2 separate regions of the Arabidopsis thaliana genome follow, and region 1 is linked to region 2. The links are chromatin contacts, called in public ChIA-PET maps. All regions are on one chromosome and are shown on one strand. Each heading gives the region's core, a stretch centred on a gene start, on an enhancer-like site or on the middle of the called end of the contact. The rest is flanking DNA. Distances are from core to core; before and after follow the strand shown. Region 1 holds the start of VAMP714 (vesicle-associated membrane protein 714). Region 2 holds the start of CAF1b (Polynucleotidyl transferase, ribonuclease H-like superfamily protein).

Region 1 (5,821 bases), core at 460-2,959, 39 kb before region 2:
AGTAAGGTTCATTTAGCAAGTTAGTAATAAGTGAAGTAAAGCACATACTCTAAGGTTCAATGATTTAATCAGCTTCGTGAGAACATTCTTGGTACTGTCATGAATGAAGAACAATTCCACTTGGCCAGGAAAATCAAAGAGAATGTAATGATCTGCAAACAATTCAAAACGTTTTACTTTAAGAAAGAGATATTATGACCACGAAAAGAAGAAGAAGAAGAAGGGACATATCGTTGCTAACCCTTCAGAAGAGGCTTTAGTTTAGATTCCAGCCAGTCAATGTTTTTCTCCAAGTACTCCATACAATATACAAGACCTGTCACATTAGAAAGTTTCTTTGTTAATTTGACCAAAGATTAAAATCAAAAGTAAGAAGAAAAGGGAAAATCAAGATGGCAAAATTCACCTCCATTAGGACCAAGCGAGTGTTCCGACATAACATCTTCTAACTTGATCAATTCTTCTATATTCACACCACACTCATAACTAAAATCAATGTCAAGAAACAACATACACCTGCAATTTTTAACAATTTTGTTGTATTTGGCTTGAAAAGGATACGGTAATGCATCATTTGCAGGATCCAGATTAACAATAGCAACCTTCCTGCAACAACAACAAAATAGTAACTCAACGTTAAGAGAATTTACTTACAGAGAAGTTCTCACGAATCTGCAAATCTCTCTACCAAAAACAAAGACAAGGCAACAACATTTCACAATGACTCTGCTCAAAAGTCAGACAATTCAAATTTCTGGAATTCAACACTATTATTTACTAAAGTTTGCAACTTGTAAACTTTACAATGCGAGGGACAGCGAAACAATCAATACAAACAGAATTACAGATACAAAAGCCAAGTAAGCTTCATTCTTTGATCCAAAAAGAGAAGAGAAGAGAAAGAACATGAAACCTGCCCATTAGAGAGAGGAACTGAGACATTCCATTGCAATAAGTGGTCTTTCCCGATCCTGGAGGACCTATTACTACTTGTCCAAACACCATGCTTCTGAAGACGAAGAAGAAGATTGATACCAATCGGAGTCAAACACGTTGTATAATATCAGAGCCAGTCAGACAAAAAAACACAGTAATTGCAAAGCAAAATCATCTAATCATCAAACTAACATAACATGAATATTCAATAGAGAACATCAAAACCCTTCTAAACACTGAGCTCGTAGCACAATAGAAATCGGAAATGTCATTTGTTCGTCGGACACAGAATACAAACACAATCCTCCAATATTATTAACCCAATTCCTAAACCTCGTTTATAATACAACAAACAATTCACTGGAGAAAGAGAAGCAGAGAAACAATTTGCTTCAAGAGCATATTCATTATATCAGAAGCAACTGGAGACACAGAAGAAAATAAATAGAGAAGCTCGCCTGTGTAGTTAGCCGGAGAGAGAAGCAATGACAGGTCTGTTTGCCGGAGCAAGAGAAACTCGCAGCCGGAGACTCGTCGAAGACTCGATTCAAGGCGAAGTAAGCTCGCCGAAGACTCGATCGGTATATTTAAATTAGGGCTTTAATTTTAATTCGGTTTATTCGTGCTATACTCGAACCGAACCGGATAATCGAAATTAAAAAGAAGGAAACGATCAAGTTATTATTGGAGTATCCGAACCCAAACCGAAAAGTGAATTTCGGGTCGGTTTGTTTTCGGATAAGTTACCAAGGCCTAATAAATTGGTAAACCGTAAACCGATGCATCAGGGTTTAAAATGTAACAAAATAATATTTTAGGTGACAATTAAAAACGTAACAATAAAACAAGGGGTTATATTCGAAACGTTTGCACCTAACCTTATAACTTCGCATTTTTATACTCTGTTCTGATCGCAGCAAAGCCGACGTTGAACTTTCTCGCCGCCGGAGCGCGTGATCTCCACTCTCTGTCATCGAATCACTCTAATTGAAGATTCTCCGATGGCGATTGTCTATGCTGTTGTAGCGAGAGGTACCGTGGTATTAGCTGAATTCAGCGCCGTTACGGGAAACACAGGCGCCGTGGTGCGACGGATCCTCGAGAAGCTTTCACCGGAAATCTCCGATGAAAGACTTTGTTTCTCTCAAGATCGTTATATCTTCCATATTCTTAGATCTGATGGTCTTACCTTTCTCTGTATGGCCAATGATACCTTTGGAAGTAAGTATTTTTCACTTTCTCCGAATCGTAATCTCTCTTAAGAAGATTTAGTCTTTGTAATTGATTCTGAGTTTTATGTTTTGATGTGTTGGTGATTGGATTTTCAGGGAGGGTTCCATTTTCGTATTTGGAAGAGATTCATATGAGATTCATGAAAAACTATGGCAAAGTGGCTCATAATGCTCCAGCTTATGCAATGAATGATGAATTCTCAAGGGTTTTGCATCAGCAGATGGAGTTCTTCTCTAGTAATCCTAGTGTTGATACTCTCAATCGTGTTAGAGGAGAAGTCAGTGAGGTATAATTGTTTCTTCGTATGATCTCTAGATATTACTCAGCTATATCCATTGAAAAGGTTGAATTTTTATGAGTTATTACGCCTTCTTGGCTCACACAGGCTTCTTTAAATCTGTCTTGGGTGAAAGATGAAGTTTGTTATCTCATTGTTGTGTTATCGTGTTTACAGATTCGATCGGTCATGGTAGAGAACATTGAGAAGATAATGGAAAGAGGTGATAGGATTGAGCTTCTTGTTGATAAAACAGCAACAATGCAAGATAGCTCGTTTCACTTCAGGAAGCAATCTAAGCGCCTTCGCCGAGCTCTTTGGATGAAAAATGCTAAGCTCCTGTAAGGATCTCTCTCACTTCTAGATTCTCTTCATTCCTTTTCTTTGCTAACTAAGAGATACGCTCTTCTACATTCTAGGTGTTTCAACTCGCCTTTGCAGCATAGTTTATTGATATGTTTCTTAAACTAGAGATACAGTAGTTCTAAGATTCAACATTATTTTCGATTTTGGGAAATTCTCCTCGACAAAATATCTAATTTTTGGCTGATAGGAACTACACTGCCTTGATTCCACCTCTGCTTAAAGAAATTTCATTATTGTTTTGTTTTGATGCTTGAGTTCCAGATCACTTTTATTAATCAACAAAACTGCTTTTCTTGTTTGTGTTCGGCAGGGTCTTGTTGACATGCTTGATAGTTTTCTTGCTGTACATAATAATCGCATCTTTCTGCGGAGGAATCACTTTACCATCATGCAGATCTTAAAATCTGGCGGCCTTATCTAAGGTATACTGAAACGGACCACTGTTTTTGTAAATCAACTCAGTCGCATCATTTCGATTTGAAGCCTTGGTTTTGTCATGAAAATGACTGTGAGTTTGAAGTTACATGTCATGGTCCTCCTTGCTTATGTAACTCTTGTAAATGTCAAAATCAAAATGATACAGAGGTTCATTGAACTCTTGCCTTGTCTTTTAGATTTAGTCACGTGAGTGAGTTTGTTCTCTGTATTTCCAAAACTTTATCCGCTGTGTCTTTATAATTTTTGCATTTGCAATGTACATCACATATTCGTTATTTTTGTTGTTAAAATTACTTCAGTTTTCATCTTTGTTTAATAACATTTCTGATTCACAAATATCTGTTTCCATCATTTCTGTCTATGTTTTCATTAACTAAATCATATTAGTTGCTACTACCTTTTTAGCAAGTTTGTCATAACTTGTTACGACTTTATATATGTCATCGATACAGTTTAATCCTGCCTGTACTGATGAACACAGTATGAATATAACCAGAATGCTTAGCACTTGTAGTTGGAAATAAACTCTTACATCCAAAAAATTACGAGAAACAATAGAGTGAAATAAACAGCTACATAGTTGTCTTAGCTGTATTGATAGTCGGGCACTACACATGCATCGGAACAAATGTATCCAGTATATGGATCACAAAGCTTTAGAATGATAGGAGCTCTGCATCTGGAGTGACATTTTGCACAGAAGGGGCGAGAACTATAGCTGTTAAGAACCACTTCAACTCTAACATTATTGTAGTTGATGATGCGTCCTGGCATGAGACGTGAAAAGTCTCCAAGCACACATTCAATATGTGCAGTAACCACACATTTAGAGCAAGTGTAGAACCACTTACTTGGATCTGTTTCCGCCTCGCAAATATCACACCAATATTTTCCGGTTGCATTTTCGCCATAGCATAGGGAAAGAGGATGATTGTCGCAGCTGTGCTTTACCGTTTTTGGTAAATCAGTACAGTGTAAATCCAGATCAAAGTCACAAGTGTCACAGGAAAGCAGATAACCATCTATCTCTTTATAACATGCATCACAACAGTGATCTTTCTTATGTTCGTAATATAGAGGATGTCTGTGACCATCATGAATGACCGGTTCAGAACGCGAACCACAACGTACATCTAGAACCCACCAATCAGAAACGTACCTGAAACCAGTAGACTTCGTTCTACAAGCATAGCAGCGAAAGACATCGTAGAATCTAAAATCTTTGCTATGGAATGTACGAGGTGGTCTGGACCATAGTGTGAATGGTTTTGTGTGGAATACATGTCGTTTCTTTTTTGGATGATTAGCGCATTTCTCATGGAGAATGAAACGACATTCCTCACAGTTGTAGATCGGATCGGAATAGATAGGAAGGACGCATGCTTCACAACGTGAGCCTTCGTCACGATTGATATTGTCCTTGTTGAGTCTTAGATTATGTTCTTCATGACTGAAATGCTTGATCAAGTTATCACCCACCACTTTGAACGGCACAATATCTTCGTCATCATCATCTGGTGTCCCTTCGAGTTCTACCCCATCCCATACGTCTTTTCTTGTTGCACATAGTGAATGAGCTGCATAGTTCGGGCAACGAGGGCATAAATAAGCCCCATGGTATTGACTTATATCTTTGCGACAAATACCGCATCTCGAGTACCCAACACCGAGATGATGGGTGAAAGAGATGCGATGATCGTGACGGTTGATGTTTATGACACGTGGTAAGTCAATACAAGTTCTATGGACAACAAACCCGCATTGAACACACATGTAAGGACTTCGATCACCTTGCATCCCACAAGCATTACATTCAAATGAGATGAGTCTTGATAAGAGGACAAGTCGATGCTCGTGCGTCTTATGATGCTCGATAGCAAGTGGTGGTGGATCTTTTGTACAGAATCGACATACGCTGAAGTTGCATATCGAGCAGCGATAAAGCACTTTGTCTGGTCGTTCTCCACATAAAAGACATGTCTCTTCAGCATCACTTGTTAGTGATTCATATTCAAGTAACTTGAGAGAATGTTGAGGATGAGAAGGATGATTCACCTCTTGGGAAAGATTGACACACTCGACATGAAAGTGGACTTCACATTCAAGACATGCATAAGAACATCCACCATTATAGCCCTTGCAAATTCCGCATCTGCGCCTACCCGGCTTTGCGGGTTCTTTCAAGAAGATAACTGGATGATGATGAGACTTTGGATGTTCGATAGAAACCGGCAATGGATTTATCCCACAAGTGAGATCCACGATGAAGTCACATTTTGATGAACAACGATAACCAAAAGCGAAAAAAGTCTTGCCACATAGATTACATTTACATGGGTTCCTTAGAGAATTGTGGAGTTTAAGAGTGTGTTGAGGATGAGAAGGATGGTTGATAATCTCCGGTGGAGCCTCTGCGCACTCTTTGTGGAAGAACAAACTAGTAGAGGAAGGCTCGTTGCAACGGTAGCCGCCATAGATGGGACCTTTTATATTGCAACCTTTACAAGAATCATTAACAAAACGAGTCGAAATGGTCAAAGGATATTTGTGAGTTGGTAGTATTTTGGGTGG
Region 2 (5,957 bases), core at 2,617-5,116:
CTTTTTGCATGCCATTTGTCACATATTCTTACACAAATACATGTATATGTATTAAAATTATCAATCCAGTTTCGAATATTACAGAAGTATTTTTAGAAATGAAATTAGATTTGGGAATAAGAAGGGTTTGAATGTTTTTTTGAAAAATAGTTAATTATTTGGCTAAGAAAGAAAAGTTGTTAATGTTACAAGTCATGCACATATCAAGACCTAACATACAATCCAATGGTAACAATTGTTAATTCACAGTTTAATTAACCTTTCTCTTTCTCTCACTCACTTTTCCTTTTCATCACCACAAAGCACTAATTGTGTGACCATCATCTTAATGACTACTATATCTCTAAACCCTTAACACACTTCCTCAACACTTTTCGGTCTCTTCTTATAACAAACCCCATCATAATATATATCCAAATCTATCATATTCCTATTCCCTCTCTTCTCAAGATCAAACCAAATTTCTGATTCGATGGCGAATCTGATTCGAACAGACCATCAGCAACATATTCCAAAGAAGAGGAAGAGAGGGGAAAGTAGAGTTTTTAGGCTGAAGACGTTCGGAGAGTCTGGACATCCAGCTGAGATGAACGAGTTGTCTTTTCGAGATAACCTCGCTAAACTACTTGAGTTTGGTCACTTTGAGAGCTCCGGTCTAATGGGAAGTTGGTCTTTTCAGCTCGAGATTCAACGAAATCCAAATCCTCTCTATGTTCTTCTCTTTGTCGTAGAAGAGCCCATCGAAGCCTCTCTCAATCTCCGTTGCAACCATTGCCAATATGTTGGTGACGTCCTCTCTCTCTTTTCCCTTCTCTCTCTCTGTATACAATTTTTCTTTTGCGTATCTATCTATATATGCATGTGAATACATTCGTATATAACTATATATGACCTAAGATCATAAGCTGAAAATTTAGTAAGAGTTGACCTAGCTAGCTCAACATGTAAGCATTTTTCTTGCATATATATCTATATACAAGCTTACACGTACTTATGAACAAAAATAGCAATAATAATTTAATATATGGTTAAAAGTGATGCATTTATGTAAAGATCAAAAATATATATTATACAATGGTTTATACGGAACCTTGCAGGTTGGGGAAATCAAATGATATGCAACAAGAAGTACCATTTCGTGATCCCCTCAAAGGAAACAATGGCGGCTTTTTTAAAACTGGAAGGTGGAGGCTACGCTTTTCCCGAAAAGGAAAGTTTCTCCCATCTTGTGGAGCTTCAAGGCCATGTCCTTCACGGCTTCTTTCACTCCAACGGATTTGGTCACTTGCTCTCTCTCAACGGCATTGAAACCGGCTCCGACTTAACCGGTCATCAGGTCATGGATTTGTGGGACCGGCTCTGCACCGGTTTAAAGGCCAGGTACTAATTAGACTTTATATATTTGTATATCATATAAACCATTCAACACAATAACCATTCAACACAATTCTGTTAGTTTTCATATCATAATGGATTATTCCTAGCTATTAATTTGGATTTACACATAATGAGTCATTTTATTTTTGTTCATATAGGAAAATAGGGTTGAATGACGCGTCGCACAAAAAAGGAATGGAGTTGAGGCTGCTGCATGGGGTAGCAAAAGGAGAGCCATGGTTCGGTCGTTGGGGCTACCGGTTCGGGTCAGGGACATACGGAGTGACTCAAAAGATTTACGAGAAGGCACTTGAGTCGGTCCGTAACATACCCTTGTGCTTGCTTAACCATCACCTAACCAGCCTTAACCGAGAAACTCCAATCCTCTTGTCAAAGTACCAAAGTTTATCCACCGAGCCATTGATCACTCTCAGTGACCTCTTCAGGTTCATGCTTCATCTCCATTCACGTCTTCCAAGAGATAACTACATGAGTAACTCCCGAAACCAAATCATCTCCATTGATAGTACCAACTGCAGATGGTCTCAAAAACGGATCCAAATGGCTATCAAAGTGGTCATAGAGTCACTGAAAAGAGTCGAATACCGATGGATATCGAGACAAGAAGTGAGGGATGCAGCTAGAAATTACATTGGGGACACTGGTTTGCTTGATTTTGTGTTGAAGTCGCTTGGGAACCAGGTGGTTGGAAACTATTTGGTCCGACGTAGTCTAAATCCGGTGAAGAAAGTGCTAGAGTATTCCTTGGAGGATATATCAAATTTGTTACCAAGTAGTAACAATGAACTCATAACCCTTCAAAACCAAAACTCAATGGGGAAGATGGCGACAAACGGTCACAATAAGATCACAAGAGGTCAAGTTATGAAAGACATGTTTTATTTTTACAAACACATTCTCATGGACTACAAGGGAGTGTTAGGCCCCATAGGAGGTATATTGAACCAAATCGGAATGGCTTCAAGAGCAATCCTCGACGCTAAGTACTTCATCAAAGAGTATCACTACATTAGAGATACATCGGCGAAAACGTTACACTTAGATCGAGGGGAAGAATTAGGAATATTCTGCACGATCGCGTGGAAATGTCATCATCATAACAACGAGATAAAAGTTCCTCCACAAGAATGCATTGTAGTGAAGAAAGATGCAACATTGAGTGAAGTGTACGGAGAGGCAGAAAGAGTGTTTAGAGATATCTATTGGGAACTAAGAGACGTCGTGGTGGAGTCAGTGGTGGGTGGTCAAATAGAGATCACAAGGGTCGATGAAATGGCCTTGAATGGGAATAAGGGATTGGTGTTAGAAGGGAACGTAGGAATGATGATGAACATTGAAGTGACGAAATGTTATGAAGATGATGATAAAAAGAAGGATAAGAGAATAGAGTGTGAGTGTGGAGCAACGGAAGAAGATGGAGAGAGAATGGTGTGTTGTGATATTTGTGAAGTATGGCAACACACAAGGTGTGTTGGTGTTCAACACAATGAGGAAGTGCCTCGCATTTTTCTTTGTCAAAGTTGTGATCAACATCTTATTCCTCTCTCTTTTTTACCCTAAATCATTCATGTTATATTAAACCTTCTTTTTTTCTATCATTACGTCATAATACATAAATTATACTCCTCGATCAACGTGAATTCTAATGATCCCTCCTGCGTCTATATCACCAACATGTTGAATCACAAAGTCATATCCTTGCCTCCTCTGGAGCCTGACTGTTCTAATAATATCATTATCAACATGTCGCTCTCCTCTTCCCCTGATGACTCATGTGACGTCATCTACTCCAACCGTGATTCCAAGTTTTACTTGACAACAACCTTAAGGCTTGTCTCCAAGAAAAGGCAGTTAAATTTTAACAGAAAATAATTCACAACACAAGGCGGAGAAAGAAGTGTGTAGTGTTTTAAATAATTTAGGCTTACAATTGATGCAAAAACAAAATTACAAACAAAAGAAGGTTTACATAATTTAAATAATTTAGTTTTACAATTGATGCATTTGGAATTAATAAATTATTTCTTCATTAACATGGAACAATATCAAGTTATTGCAAACAAAGGAAATGAAAGAAAAACAGTCATGTGTTTAACAACTCTGTTCAAGGTCAACGTCCTAAAAAGTTTCTTATTATATTGACTGAAGATGGAAAACTCCACGGACTATCTACGTTTGTGATATTGTTTCTAGAAATTGGGACTTACATCCAAATCTGGAAGAACAATCTTCTAAACACTACCAACAAAGTCATGAGATTCGATGAGTAAACTAGGGAACAATGAAAACTGAAAAGGGCTCAACCTAGGCTTCGCTGTTGCTACAATTTCGTGAAAACATTAAAGCACAATCAGATACGTGTAGACATCATCATAATCTAATGATTCAACCCTTTAATGCGTTTTTAGTGCGTCGTTACATATTCAGTGTTTATTGGTAATATAGCAATATTCCTGATAAAGTTCATTGGTCGTAAGTCGTAACGTTTACATGTTTTATTCAACTCTTAAAAACCAATAGAAAATCTTAATGTACTTGGCCTTCTTATTCTTGTCGGCTTAATGTACTTACTTAAATACAACGACTTGAATTGCAATAATTCGATACACGAAGGAGAAGCCAACTTAGACTAAGTCAAGAAACACATTGAATCATAAACGTGCGCGTTTCTCACACTTCTTCTCCTCTCCTTCCTCGTAAACACTCTCTTACTCACATTCATATATATAACTAAACCTTGCAGATTAACCAAATCAACAAAAAAAAACAGACTTTTGATAAATTCACAACGAAGAAGAAGACCTAAAAGATCGGGACTTGAAACTATGATCAAATCAGAAGCAGATCTCTCCGATGTGATCGTGATTCGTGACGTTTGGGCTTATAATCTCGAGTCAGAGTTTGACCTAATCAGAGGAATCGTCGAAGATTACCCATTCATCTCAATGGATACAGAATTTCCCGGCGTGATTTACAAGGCGGATCTCGACGTTCTCCGCCGTGGAAACCCTAATTATCTCTACAATCTTCTCAAATCCAACGTTGACGCTTTAAGTTTGATCCAAGTCGGTCTTACTCTCTCCGACGCCGACGGAAACCTCCCAGATCTCGGCGGTCAAAAAAACCGTCGATACATCTGGGAATTCAATTTCCGTGACTTCGACGTGGAGCGTGATCCACACGCTCCTGATTCGATCGAGCTACTCCGTCGTCACGGGATCGATTTCGAGCGGAACCGTCGCGAAGGTGTTGAATCGGAGAGGTTCGCGGAGCTGATGATGTCATCGGGGTTGATCTGTAACGAGTCTGTGAGCTGGGTGACGTTTCACAGCGCGTATGATTTTGGTTACCTTGTGAAGATTCTCACGCGCCGGCAGCTTCCGGTGGCGTTGCGTGAGTTTTTAGGGTTGCTTAGAGCTTTCTTCGGTGATAGGGTTTATGATGTGAAACATATTATGAGGTTTTGTGAGCAGAGATTGTATGGTGGTTTGGACCGGGTTGCTCGGTCTCTTGAAGTTAACCGGGCGGTTGGGAAATGTCATCAAGCCGGTTCGGATAGTTTGCTGACGTGGCAGGCGTTTCAGAGGATGAGGGATTTGTATTTCGTTGAGGATGGGGCGGAGAAACACGCCGGAGTTTTGTATGGTTTAGAGGTTTTTTGAGGGATTTATAATTAATTAATTTAATTAATCTTTGTTAATCATTTATACAGTCGAAATCGAAATTATCTTATTCATCTCTCGTTTTAACCAAATCCAAAAACCAAAACGAAATAACTCAATTTGGTTTTGTTTAACCAATTTACACTTCAAAACTTTTTGTGCAGTAAAATATTATCGTTACGTTAGAGCTAGGCTTTGAGGTATAACTTTGATTTTTGTTGGTGTTGTTTAATAGTTTACATCTAGTCATGGAATCATAAATTGAAATTATTCACAATATTGTAACATCTATATATAGAGAGAGATATGAGGAGGATTTAGTTCCTCATTTTGAAGAAGTTTGGTGTGAGTCATCATCATTGTTATCAAGAGGATTGTTAACATATAGACGAAGCAATCTCCCAAGTGACTTCCCACGTCGGTCGTGTGGTGGTTGGAGATGTGAACAGACGTCGACAAAAGCACGGACGATGAGATTGTGTTGAGGAGAAGGGTTTATGTCCAAGAAACACCTTAGAAGCTCCTTAAGTTCACTTTCCGTCTCGATATATCTCTCTTCGATCATCTGATTCATCGACTTCTTGTAATCTTCGAACGGATTGATTGATTCTTTAGCCATCGCGACGCTCTCATCGATCTTAGGACATGGGCTGCGTAAAACCGTGGGAGAAACCGGTGGTCCCGGGGTGTAGTGGCTGTGAGAGGAAGGTGGAACGGTAGAGCCGCAACCGCATGCCATAAAAATGGGTTTGAATATGGTTTTGAGTATATACTTCATCATCTTCTTGAAAGACATTTTTTTTTTTACTAGAGGAAGAGAAAACAAGTTGAGATTATTGAGTGAGGATGTTGGTGTGGGAAAGTTTGTTAAAAGAGGAACCTTTTTTTCATTTAACT

The links. ChIA-PET counts read pairs in DNA pulled down with a chosen protein or histone mark.
Region 1: a contact with region 2 is called in an H3K4me3 ChIA-PET map of shoot, with 10 read pairs. The contact joins the promoter of VAMP714 here to the promoter of CAF1b in region 2. A contact is called at or near these places in 2 of 26 Hi-C or Micro-C datasets (callus and vegetative nucleus) and 1 of 2 datasets of contacts at active chromatin or transcription factors (shoot).

Annotation. Positions count from the first base shown.
Region 1 is chr5:7,401,771-7,407,591 of TAIR10.1, reverse strand. VAMP714 (vesicle-associated membrane protein 714) reads left to right here and starts at 1,709. Exons shown (of 4, transcript NM_122141.5): 1 at 1,709-2,157; 2 at 2,265-2,455; 3 at 2,624-2,787; 4 at 3,123-3,588. The coding sequence starts at 1,938. The coding sequence ends at 3,213. QQT1 (P-loop containing nucleoside triphosphate hydrolases superfamily protein) reads right to left here and starts at 1,562. Exons shown (of 11, transcript NM_122142.4): 1 at 1,395-1,562; 2 at 914-1,009; 3 at 562-606; 4 at 407-486; 5 at 242-316; 6 at 49-152. The coding sequence starts at 1,005. It overlaps AT5G22355 (Cysteine/Histidine-rich C1 domain family protein), which reads right to left. Exons shown (of 1, transcript NM_147903.3): 1 at 3,620-5,821. The coding sequence ends at 3,836.
Region 2 is chr5:7,364,708-7,370,664 of TAIR10.1, reverse strand. CAF1b (Polynucleotidyl transferase, ribonuclease H-like superfamily protein) reads left to right here and starts at 3,866. Exons shown (of 1, transcript NM_122130.4): 1 at 3,866-5,188. The coding sequence starts at 4,224. The coding sequence ends at 5,060. It overlaps MS1 (RING/FYVE/PHD zinc finger superfamily protein), which reads left to right and starts at 370. Exons shown (of 3, transcript NM_122131.2): 1 at 370-785; 2 at 1,098-1,380; 3 at 1,536-3,030. The coding sequence starts at 473. The coding sequence ends at 2,958. OFP10 (Ovate family protein) reads right to left here. Exons shown (of 1, transcript NM_122129.2): 1 at 5,239-5,957. The coding sequence ends at 5,386.